Linked DNA regions of Nothobranchius furzeri: all the other regions are linked to region 2. Evidence: chromatin contacts called from public Micro-C data. All regions are on one chromosome and are shown on one strand. The core of a region is the stretch at or near the end of the contact, and the rest is flanking DNA. Distances in the headings are between cores, read along the strand shown. Region 1 overlaps mgat5 (alpha-1,6-mannosylglycoprotein 6-beta-N-acetylglucosaminyltransferase). Region 2 holds the start of mgat5 (alpha-1,6-mannosylglycoprotein 6-beta-N-acetylglucosaminyltransferase). Region 3 overlaps mgat5 (alpha-1,6-mannosylglycoprotein 6-beta-N-acetylglucosaminyltransferase).

The links. A called contact is a pair of places that touch in the nucleus more often than the background predicts.
Region 1: a Micro-C map of tail fin shows a contact between it and region 2, with 4 times the contacts expected there. The contact joins the enhancer-like site here to the promoter of mgat5 in region 2. A contact is called at or near these places in 2 of 2 Hi-C or Micro-C datasets (skeletal muscle and tail fin).
Region 3: a contact with region 2 is called in a Micro-C map of tail fin, with 4 times the contacts expected there. The contact joins the enhancer-like site here to the promoter of mgat5 in region 2. A contact is called at or near these places in 2 of 2 Hi-C or Micro-C datasets (skeletal muscle and tail fin).

What each region holds. Positions count from the first base shown.
Region 1 is chr14:55,450,038-55,453,881 of NfurGRZ-RIMD1, forward strand. It overlaps mgat5 (alpha-1,6-mannosylglycoprotein 6-beta-N-acetylglucosaminyltransferase), which reads left to right. Exons shown (of 17, transcript XM_015952524.3): 8 at 575-744; 9 at 820-954. Among protein-coding and RNA genes, the nearest start is that of LOC107381042, 85 kb to the right of the region's middle. Within about 2 kb of position 1,339, at least 2 of the 3 cell types and tissues checked have an H3K27ac peak or open chromatin away from gene starts, as enhancers often do. A contact at or near this core is called in tail fin, where this site is marked.
Region 2 is chr14:55,363,562-55,367,717 of NfurGRZ-RIMD1, forward strand. It overlaps mgat5 (alpha-1,6-mannosylglycoprotein 6-beta-N-acetylglucosaminyltransferase), which reads left to right and starts at 2,695. Exons shown (of 17, transcript XM_015952524.3): 1 at 2,695-2,989.
Region 3 is chr14:55,428,364-55,432,431 of NfurGRZ-RIMD1, forward strand. It overlaps mgat5 (alpha-1,6-mannosylglycoprotein 6-beta-N-acetylglucosaminyltransferase), which reads left to right. Exons shown (of 17, transcript XM_015952524.3): 4 at 3,522-3,598. Among protein-coding and RNA genes, the nearest start is that of mgat5, 64 kb to the left of the region's middle. Within about 2 kb of position 2,023, at least 1 of the 3 cell types and tissues checked has an H3K27ac peak or open chromatin away from gene starts, as enhancers often do. A contact at or near this core is called in tail fin, where this site is marked.

The sequences.
Region 1 (3,844 bases), core at 89-2,588, 85 kb after region 2:
TGATACCGGTGCCGATTTTTAGAAAAACTGTTCAATAAATCTGTTGTAAGTGTGTGTGCTCTAGTATGAAGAGAGGCTTTGTGAGAAAACAACAGCGTTATGAGTCTTTGTCATGGTATGCAAACGTCTCCCTTCTGATTGGCTAACAGCTACAGGACTCTTCCGCTGCCTCCGTTTGTTCTTCTTTCTTGGGTAAAAAATTTAACGTTGATGCTTTATCTCCACAAACAACACAAGCCTAATCATATTCTGCCATGCTGTGAAGTTGCTAATGCTAATGGTTAGCATCTACTAGCTGAAACACGCCCTCTGTCCTTCCTGTGGGTGGTTACAAGCCAATGTGGGCGGGGCCATGAATAGTATTGTATTTTTGAGGCCTGATCGTTTTATTGTCCGTTTCCTTTCAGCGGCTAATGCAGGAAATGGCAGCTGATTAAAGGATCGTGTCCAGCATTCACGTGCAGCTCGGCTTGACTGATTGTGTCTATAAAAGCACGAGTATTACCGTTTCTCCGTGAACGAGACCTTTAAGTGTTTGGTATCAGTTTATTCATCTTCTTACCACCTCCATCAGATCCTGGTCCACTTGGGCCTGCTCACCAAGGAGTCGGGCTTCAAGATCGCAGAGAACGCCTTCAGCGGCGGCCCGTTGGGGGAGCTGGTCCAGTGGAGCGACCTCATCACCACGCTGTACCTACTGGGTCACGAAGTCCGCATCTCCGCATCGCTGGCCGAGCTGAAGGAGTCAGTAGCTAGCACGTTCAGTTTTTATCTAGTTAAGCTGCTTGACACAAATAATTCCCACCTCTTCCTCCACAGGATCATGCGGAAGGTGATGGGGAACAAGTCCAGCTGTCCCACTCAGGGGGACAAGATCGTGGAGCTCATCTACATCGACATCGTGGGTCTCACCCAGTTTAAGAAGACTCTTGGTCCTTCTTGGGTCCACTACCAGTAAGCGCATCTTTTATCAGGCCATCAGCTTCAGGGTCAGCAGCCTCACTCACATGCTGCATGCCTTCCACATGACGCGCGTCTGCCACTCGTCGGGACAATGGCTCTCTTTTCTGTTCCTGCATAACCCGGGTTTTCCCAGAAGGCCTGAGGACTGTCCATTCAGGACGTTGTCACTGACCGAGTCTATTCTCTCTCTGAGTGCTACTGAGGAGGATTTATTGTTTAGTTTTTTTAAGCAGCCATCCGCCCCTCCTGACAGGATAAGAGGTGGAACCGTGAGTCTGAGGGGCACTAATGATTCCTGTTGGTTCCTCCAGCTTGTCACCAGCTTTTGTTTGAGAGCGACGCAACACCTTAAACTGTCTGCCAGCGCCGCACCCAGAGGAAATGCCTTCCTCCTCAGGCTAAATGTAAGGCGCAGCGGTGGTTTTTCTGGATTATTACTCCCACTGTTGGCACAGTTTGCCTTTTTTATGTGTTTCTGTGAAATATAAACAGTTTTTTCCCTCTACTTATCCTCCTTCCGTTAAATAAAACCTAATCAGCTCCTGTGCAATCACGTCTTTTACTTTGCTGTTTCCTGGCCGTAGAAGCCCATAACCCCTTATAAAAATCCCATTTTTGCCTTTGGCTCGGGTTTATCATCACAGGAGACGGCCTGTGAACAGAAGACACTAGCTTTGTTTGCATATTAAGACCCCAGATTTCAAGGAAAGAATAAATCTTGCTGCTGCTTTTTGTGTTTAGAGGAGGTTTGTCAGGTTTGTGATTAATATGTTGTGTTGTTGCCCTAGCCTCCTGGCCTTCTGTGTAACAGCAGCTCTTCGTTGTTCTTCATTTCTCTCCTCTGAGTGATTTTCATTGAGTACACTGAAGCCTTTGTTGTTTCACGGTTTTGTTTATATCAAACGCCGCCAGTGTAGCTGCAGTAAATATGTGAATTAGTCTAGTAACCAGTAAATATCCCTGGTGCCACTTTGTCTCATTTGTGCTTTTTCAGCTCTAGCTAACATAAACTTCTTAAGTTTGCTGACTTTTTACATTCCTGACTCATAAATCTGAGAGTGAAACTTGGAAATAGATCTTAAATATTTATATACAATTGCTTAATGCTAACTGGTTGCTGATTAAATATGCAATAGAGAATTAAGCTAATGTTTGTATGTCATCATCCAATGAGTCACAAATGTGCAGAATACGAGTTGTTTGGACTCGGTGCCCTCAATCCCAACCCCATAGGTCTAAAAATATTAAATATACTGTTTTTTATACTTTGTCCAAAGCTAACTAGGTGCAGATTAAAGATGCAGTAAAAAAATAAAGCTAATGTTTGTGTGTCGTTAGCTGACATGAGTCATAAAAAGTCCGTTTTGGCTAAGTTTTTTCTCCATGCCCTGTACAGACCCACTAAACAGATCTAGAAAACGTGATTTTACTGTATGTTACATTGTCAATACCCGACATGAGGCACAGATCTGCAGAGAGTAAGTTGTGTTATGGATAAGTGTGTACACAGTTTGACTCTAAACCCTCTGTAGATCCAGATAACTCCGATATACTCTAATTTCCTCTATCTAGATTGAGATTAATATTGCCACCGAGATTAATTCTAATGTTTGCTTGTCATTACCCAACATAGGTCACAAATGGGCAGAATATGAATCATCCTATAGGGAGCCTAAGTCACGCCCAACTACTTCCGGACCACGGGTGCCCGGAAGAACCAATAAACGAATGCAAGTCAACGATGCTAAAAACGCGATTTTCTAATTCTGCTTGTTATGTGCCGTGGATTTCACATATGATATCCGTGAATTTTATAGATGCATTTTGATACCAAGAATGAGCTTATTTTCAAGCGGGGGAAAGTGCGATTTTAGGTTTTGTGTGAAAATAAGTCCAGGACTACAAATGTGCTTCAAAAAAGTGACGTCATCGAACCAGACACGGAAAAAAACGGAGGGAAAATGGCTGCAAGTTCAGCAAACTTCCCACAGGAGGAAATAACCACCATAAATCTGGTCGTTTGGTAAGTAGCAGCTACGTTAGGGGAGAGGAGATTACGTGGTAACGTCACATATGCGACGTGCCGATATTTAATTTGTAGTTTTGCTGATTCCGAACTTTTACAAGCTGATAAATCTCAAAGTACGTTACTGGCGTGGTCTAAACATCCATCATTACTTTTCATTTAAACTGTAGTACAACATATGTGTGATCCAGGGCGTAAGGCAAAGTGGATTAGATAACAGCGTTTTTAGCCCCGTTGACTTGCATTAATTTTTACGTTCTTCCAGGGACCCGTGAGCGGACCGGAAAGGGAGGAGACTTAGGCTCCCTATACATAGATCTAGCCTGTGTAGATAAACTGTAGCCTACTGCTAATACTAAAATAGTGTTGTTTAAAGATGCAGTAAAGAAGGAAACTTTGTTACTACATGTCATGAGTTACAAATATGCAGAATGTGAATTATGCTGGTTCTGTATCCTCAGTAGATCTAGAAAACATCGAATACGACGGTCTCTCTCCAGTGTTATCCGGGTATAGGGTAGCTAAGGTAAAGACATAAAGATACAGTCAGGTCATAAATATTGGGACATCGACACAATGCTAACGTTTTTGGCGCTATACACCACCACAATGGATATCAAATGAAACGAACAAGATATGCTTTAACTGCAGACTGTCAGCTTTTATTTGAGGGTATTTACATCCAAATCAGATGAACGTTGTAGGAATTACAACAGTTTGCATATGTGCAGAACACCGCTCTGACAGATGTGGATGCTACGCTGGTGCTGCCGTTATAATAACAAAACTACATTCCACTATAATTGATTATGGTACTCTTCTATGATGCAAAACCGTTTATGCCCGCATCTTATG
Region 2 (4,156 bases), core at 1,445-3,944:
TAGATGGGGGGTTGTCAGCTTTTCTACCTTTAAAAATGCTGAAGAGGGACGTAGACGTAGTCTGTGGGTGTTTCTTAATGTCAAGGCGCCTACTAGCCTCGCAAGGCGATGTCTTGCGAGGCTAGGCTCCTTGCTTACAAGAACACTGTCCTTCCCTGGTCAAAGAAAAGGTTAAATGGAACAGACTTGCATCACGTGACCGTGGCTTTTGTGGCAGTCACGTAACGTCAAGTGACATGGGAGATAGCGTTATGTATTATACGTATAAGTTTCAATATAAATATGTAACGAGTCTTTTACTTTTTAAATTGTGTGTATATTTGTTAAATTAAATACATAAGCGAGTTACTACCTGCTAGCCACCGAAACTGCAACTACTAAGCTAACTAACCAACCATAGATAACTTCTTAGATCTAATAAACATTTTAAATTAGTTGACTTACATTTAAACTTGAAATTTGCCGCCGAAGTAGATGCCGGCTTCTGATCCACCATCCTTTTTAAAATACTGCGATGTATTCTGGGAAATTTTTGACCAAGGCTAGGCTACAAGACACCTCACGTGTATCCTTGCCCAGCTAGCTAAACGGCTAACAAACGGAGAACAGACGCCTCAGTAGAACATGAACATTGGAACAGGCCTTCCTGATGACCTATCTCCTAGGCAACCGGGGCGGGACCAAGACATCAAGGCAAGGTTACTTGGCATTGAGAAACACCCTTTGTTTACTATCTGCCTTGCCTCTATACATCCTGGTTCCAGAGCCAATCATGTGAGCCCATGGGGTTGCCAAGTCGTCAACACAACCACTGCTCTGGTGTTTTGTAATTCAACACTGGCCAGCAATCAGCATCAGACTTGTGGACAGGATGCTAGCCAGTAAAAGGAATGACCCAGAAGTTATTTCTTCTAACCCTAAGAATCAGTATTTTACTTTTATTCTCACATCAAATAAAGAAGACTAGAGTTAACGCAGAGCTATTTATTTATCTACTTATCAGCTTACTGCGCATGACTCTTCATCATATAGAGTCTTCCGGCGCTGAGCCCTAACCAGCAACAGCCATGGCCACAGGAAGGGGAGTGGGCTCCTTTGTTTTTATACATAGACTGCAGTACTCAAATTTAACCACAAGATGTCATCATTACTCGATGCAGCTTTAATCTGATAAATCAACTTAAAAATAAAAGGTAAATCTTGAGCGCCCCTAAAAGAACCAACTCTCTTACTTTATTTTATTTTTTGGTATTGTGCACACTGATGGAAGAGAGGTCCTCTGATCATGAGTGCCTTAGTGGGAATCAAACTCACCTTAACTTTATTTTCATTTCTACAGTGAAATATGTGTTTATTCATTTATTGTCAGTGGTATTTTTTTCCATGTTAAGTATTTTTTCCTGTTCTTTATGACTGCGTGCAATAATGATAATATGTAATATATTATGTGATTAAAAAGACTCTGCTAAAAATATGTCTGTAAATCATCAAAAACAACTGTATATTTATACCACAAACCACTGTGTATACTGTTTTCCTTATTTGTAATAAAACATATTTTCTCAGAATAGGTGTTGCATGGTTTGTTTTTCTGGAAATTGCCTCATACAAAAATAAAATGTGTGTTCATACGCAAGAGAGAGGGACGGCCACCTCCAAGGGAGGATGAGGGCTAATTCTGTAAACAAACAGCGTTTAGCTTTCCACTGTGTTGGCAAAATATTACACAAAGGAGTCTTAAAAAGCTTCATCGTGATTGGTTAATGCTGATTAACAATTGTGTCTATTTATACCTAAACTAACACAAATCAATACTTTATCATCGTGATTCTTGGTTCTGATGTTTAAATTAATTCAGGGTCTCTGCATAAAAACACACACCATTCATTACAGTCATGACTGGAATAGGGCAGCAAAAGCTGACTTCTTCAGATTCTGTGGAAGTGTTCACGTGCCGACCAGCAGGTGGCAGTAAACACAAGGTTTTTGTTTCCAAATGAAGGTGTCCAGTTAGGGATCTCCCCGTCTCCTGTTCTCTTTTACCCATATTTTACTATTTATTTAATTAGTGGTTTCTGGTAACTATATGCTATTATTTATATTTATTAGATCTAGAGTAGAGGTTAATCAAAAGAAAAGTGTGATCTGCATTGATTTATTTTGATAATTCTTGATCATGATTGATAATTTATTGAATTTAGATTTGTTGAAAGCTTATTTGGGTGACGGTAAAACTGTTTCTACTGATATATAGAAGTAAAAAGATCAATGTTGTGATACAATTATCAACTGTACATGCAATATTTTAAATGCGTTATAGGTTTTGCAACACAAAATCCATTGAATTGCTCCTTTATTCTTTTTAAAATAGAAAACAATGTGTAAAAATTGACTCAAATTTGATAAACACTAACGTTTCTGAAAAATACACTTCAGTGATTTGAAATGCTTTTTCAAAATTTATTTTAAAATTTTATTTTCTAGGTTAATTCCCCTGCTGCTGTATTCACAAAAAACTGGAGATATAATCTTTTCTTTTTAATGGTGAGCAGCAGACACACACACACACACACACACACACACACACACACACACACACACACACACACACACACACACACACACACACACACACACACACACATTGTTGTTAATAAAAGAAATGAAGGAGCAACATATTGCGCAGTCACACGCTAAACTCTCACACAATTACCATGGGGACCAATTTGGTGTACCACCCTAAAAATTTCTTGTTAGATCCGCCTCTGTCTTCAGCACCATGACGACGACGTTGTGTTGGTGTACGTTTTCGTGAGGGTTGATAACACGCACACGGTCCCTAACCGTGTCTCTCGCTGAGAGCTGAGCGAGCGCAGAAGGTGGCGAGCCTGCCTGGAATTCAACCTTCGGTCCGCTTCGATCGGTCCTCCGCCGGGTTGGAAGTCGTTGTGCTGCCTCCTAACACCACCGACGGGCTACCGTAACTAAGGTAAGGCCGGTTCATGTCACCTTTACAGCGACGGAGCTCGTTTTGGGGCTCCGCGGGATCAGAAAACGAGGCAGCTATTGAGAGGAAGGCGCAGTGTGTGTGTATGTGTTTGTGAGAGAGAGTGGGCGATTTGTCATTGCGGAGATGTTTTTGTCGGTGGTCGAGCTCAGCAGCGCGGTTGAGGGACGGCAGTTGACCGTGACATGTGAAGCTCTGGATCCGGAAAGCTAATGCTAGCTGAATGTGGACGCTGCAGCGCGCGACCGACCGAGGGTCCCATTGTTACTCCTTGCTAGCTTTTAATGAAAGTAGCTGTGATGAAGGGACAATATAAGAGGACAGGCTGTCTCTGAGGAGAATTTGTGTAGGAACAGGTTGTTGAAGGAGAACTGACTGGTTAGCCTTGAGTTTGTTTTGTTTTTATTACAATAACCTCTAAACCAAAACGCTCTCGTCTTTGAAACGGGGGTTTCATTGAGGTGGAGAGAGGGTCGTTAACATGTCGCCATGTCCGTGACTGACGACCTTCTTCCTCGCCGACAGCTCTCCACTTCCCCGGTTCTACACAAACATGTCCGAGCTCTTTATTCCGCTACAGTTTCATTTGACAAACTGTGGAACTTGAATCCATTCTCAGATTTTATATAATACAATTACAGTGAAGGAGTTAATCTATAAACAGTTAACATTCTGTGTAAATTCCAGTTGTAAATGCACCGATTCTGTTTTTGAAGGACCAATACGATTACCGATTTTCACCTTCTGAGGTGAGCTGCCACCCGCACAAAACAAAAAGTTTCACCTTGTCATGTAATGACTTAATATCTTTATTGTTCTAACATTATAATTTTCATGATATATCATGATGTCACGTACATGCAGTATAATCATATTGATGTGATACATGTGTATATCATAAGAATGTGATGTTATATTGCTCACAAGTGAAAATTATGTTGTTAGAACAATTAAATGATCACGTTATGAAGTTATATATCTTTAATTTTATTTTACATGGGTGGGACTTCTACGTTTCAGTAGCCGATACCGATCTAAATCTGAGATCAATTAATTTCTAAAAAATTTAAGGAAAAGCATTTATTCTAAGAGAAAATCATGAATTTGGAAGCAATCATTTACGAAGTTCTGTTGTTGTTAGCATCGATT
Region 3 (4,068 bases), core at 773-3,272, 64 kb after region 2:
TACGAGAACTTTCCTAGACAGCTGCGCATGCGCAAGAGCGTTATGTCGTTGGTCGCTGCGAGCCAGTTGTAAACAGAGCAGCTCCGGTAGGTAAATAAAATGTTTAAGATAACGTTAGCTTGATTTGTTAGCTTCCGTTTCACTAATGGTGCGTTCGCTTTCTCCTCGGAACTCCGAAATTCCGACTAGAGGAACATGAACGCGCTCTAAAGTTTGGTTTCACTTTACTAAATGCGACGGCTGATTGGGTGAAGATGAAACCAGTGACAACGATTTAAGTGTGAGGCATCATCGTTTTAATCTGCTCCGGCAGCTAAATAAACTGTTTAAGATAACGTTAGCTTGATATGTTAGCTTCCATTGCCACCATTGTTATCATCTAATGGTGCGTTCGCTTTCTCCTCGGAAATTCTAACTTCCCAGTAGGAAAAATCAATTGAAAAAGGACGGTAAAAGGAATGAAGATACACAGTAAATTTAGTTCACATTAAAGATGTTTGCTTCTGTTTAATTATCAACTTATAAAACTACAAGGACGATGTTAAAATACAAACAGTTGTATGTTATTTATCGTGATATTTATCAAATATGGTTATATATTGAGAAGAATATATATTTAATTATAAAAGAGAATTAAAAATATTAAACACTCAAAAGTATCTAAAATTGGTACCGTTAAGTACCGGTATCGATTCGTAGGTACCGGGAATTAGTACCGAATCGATTCCAATGTCAAAGGTACCCATCCCTACAACTAACACATAAAAGAAACTGACAATAAATGAAGGTTTTTTGTCTTAAGACCAGGTGCAACATATATTGGATGGCGGATGGACAGATAACCTCAGCAAAAGTAAAGGAATATTAACCAAGGCATTGCACTGGTCCTTGCTGTCCAGTCAGGGAAGATTTGATGGAAGCACTGGTGTCGAGACTAAATACCCAAGGATTTATTTTATCTTTACTCAAACAAAAGAAAAGTACACACAATTAGTTCAAATAACGCTCTTATTTGCCCAAACTCATGTTGGTTACTTTCATGGTTCAAGATATTACCGATAATTTAAATGGATCACAATAAATCGTGGGCGCACAATGCATACAATAATATCTTTGGTAAGCAGGTAACACAAACCTTAAAGGGATAGTGTGTATTTTCCCTGGCAATAGGGGGCAGTACATACCTGAATCATTGCAAGCAATCAGTATTTTTGTGTTTGAGTAAGACCTTACCAACAGATGGTCATTAGGGTCGAAAATAAAGTGCAAGTTTGAAACAAGTATTTTGTCAGATGGTTCAACATCCAGCAAAATGAAAAGCACATGAGACTTCCTTTCAGCGCTGACAACAAGTGAAGAGGTAAATGTGTAAAACAACATTTATGAATGGTGAAAGTTTTGTAACCATTTGTTACGAATCAGTTAAAGTGTTTTGTCCTCATGGGCTCATGTAGAAGGAAACATGGCGTCTAAAATAGCGTCGCCCAGACTTAGACCCGCTGCCGTGGATTTTAGACCCAATTTTTATGGTTATATGTTAAGAAGCCACCAATATTTTTCAACACCAGGGCATCATTTCATTCTTTTTCAGCAACATTTCGATAGATATTTCCAAAGAATAATGATAAAAACTACAAAGTGTCTCTTTAAGCTTTGCACACCTCAGACTGAGCACAGCTCTAGTTTCTGTTCCTGCATCACATCATCATCTCGTTTCTCATTCCTTCTTAGTTTAAACCAAGTGAGCTGGGGGTGTCGGGTGAACCTTATTTACCTGCGATTCAATGATAGGACAGGGATATGTCATTATTCCCACAGCATTTTGCCACATTAAACTGATTCGCAGCCAACACAAGCAAGGATCTTCTTCCCTGCCCCCTGCCTGCACCAGTCGAAGCCTGGGCCACAGCTGGAGCAGCTGATTAGCTTCTTACAAACTCCTCCACAATCCCACACACCCTCCTCCAAAACTCATTACAGCAGCCTGCTTCTATCAGTCCTAACTGTATTACAGTTTCTCCTCTCTGCCAGTAAGAGTTAGTCATGATGGTAACGTCTCTGAATGAAGATGACAGCAAAAGCTGTTATACAAGTCCTGCGTGACGAATAAACAAAGGCACTTTCACCGTCACCTGTTGCTAGGGAGAAATTTCACTGTGCTGTTTTAAGTAAATGGGTCAAATGAAGAAGGTTCTTTATGTATATGCTTTTGTCCTCGTGGACTTGGCCTGCAGTGCTCTTTATGGTTTTCTTTGCTGTGGAGTTGAGATCATCGAGCCAAAGGTGAACCTACTGGCTGACGGCCATCCTCGACCTCAAAGTAAATCGCGGTCTCCATTTGTCAGTCCAAGCGCCTCCTAAACACAACAAAAATGGCCTGAAATGCTTGCATGTACTTATTTTTAGACTTTCAATAAAAAAAGACCATTTCAATTTTTCTAAATGGTTACTTTCCACCTATCTTTTGTATTTTACAACAAATCAGAGACATATTTAGTGTAATGGGATAAAGTTGAGTAGATTCCCTCTTTTGAGAACAGCCTTTGATTAGGCCAACCATGTCATTGTTCTTTCAGAGTTGTTTGTTCCTGCCAGATTCTATTTTCCTAACTTGCTTCCTTCCTACCTCATTGCCGTGGTCTGAATCACTGTGTCCCTTTATGAATGGTTTTATATGGGTAACCCATTGGTTTTAGTGGTAGGCAGGTTGTGTTTGTCAAAAGTAACCTGCTCTTTCCGTTAGCAGACAAATGTCCAACTAATGGGGAGAAAGTTTGACAAGTTAGAAAGGGGTCAACCAAAATAGTGTTTTCTACCAATTGTTAGGGTCTTGGTAGAAGTCATGATCTAAATGGTGCTTTTTAAAATTTTTGGTTGTTATGTTTATGGTTTCCTCCAGTGCTTTAGAAGCCTGGCAGGCCTTGCTTGGTCGCCTGCCAGGCCAAGCGTTGGATTAGTTGGTCATTTGATTAATCAGTCCTGTGGTTAATTGGACCAATGTTTATATTTTTCACTGGCAAACTCTAAAGAATCAACAGGTATTTAACTGATTATTCTTTAGTCATCTGATTAAACCGCCTACATCAGAATTTTATTTTCCAATAGTTTTATTTTTTAATGTGTATCTTTCTGTTTATCGATTACCAACTAAACATTTTTCTGTCTTGACTTCAGGAGTAATCTGTCTTCTGTCACTAGTTTTAGCCAGCTGTAACTCTTGTATACGAGCTCCTTTCAGCTCAAAAATCAAATCGGCGTCTTTCCAAGCATCTTTTATTCTTTGCGGAAACAAGATGCCTACAGTCTAACTTCTACTCTTGTAAGAACAGTTTGTTGTAACCCTCCCCGTGACTTCACTTTCTTTCTAAACTTTCATTTTTACCCCAGCAGACCGGAGTCCCGATATCTTTGTATCTACTCCATCTTTTCTCCAGTGTGAACAAATAAAACTAAGACTGTGAAAAAGTTTGCAGCTGACCGACTCAGCCTCATTGATTTGTTTCCTCTCTGTTTTCCAACAGACCTCCTAAACGGAGCCCAGGAGAAGTGCGAGCTGCCGCCTCTGGATGGTTTTCCTCACTGCGAGAGCAAGCTCAAGGTGAGCCACTGATGTTATTTTCCCCAAAAATGTGTGCTTTGAGATACGAAAATGGCCTCATTTGCTAAAATTAAGGTAACAGAGAGACTATACTAGTGAAAACATGTTTGTTCAGTATCTTTTTTACACCGTCCACCTCTGGATGATCCAGTTTTCGTTTTTCTACAGAAACAAGTTGTTTGATTTTTTTCATTCATTCACCTGATATCCCCCTATGCTATTCTATGGTTCGTTCTATTCAGGCTAGCATTTCTACCACCAGTTGTACTCTCACTGGGCAGGTGCGGTTAAACCTAAAAGCGTTCCGTGGTGTCATGTTAGAGTGACGACAAACACGACCCAATAAACCATGGACTCTAGACAGCCATTGCTGCCCACCATGCTTGATTTTTACGTTTGCGCCTTCTTTCTTGTGTTCTACACATCAGTGTACAATGAGGTAAGGTGCACCAGCAGCACTCTGGTGTTGA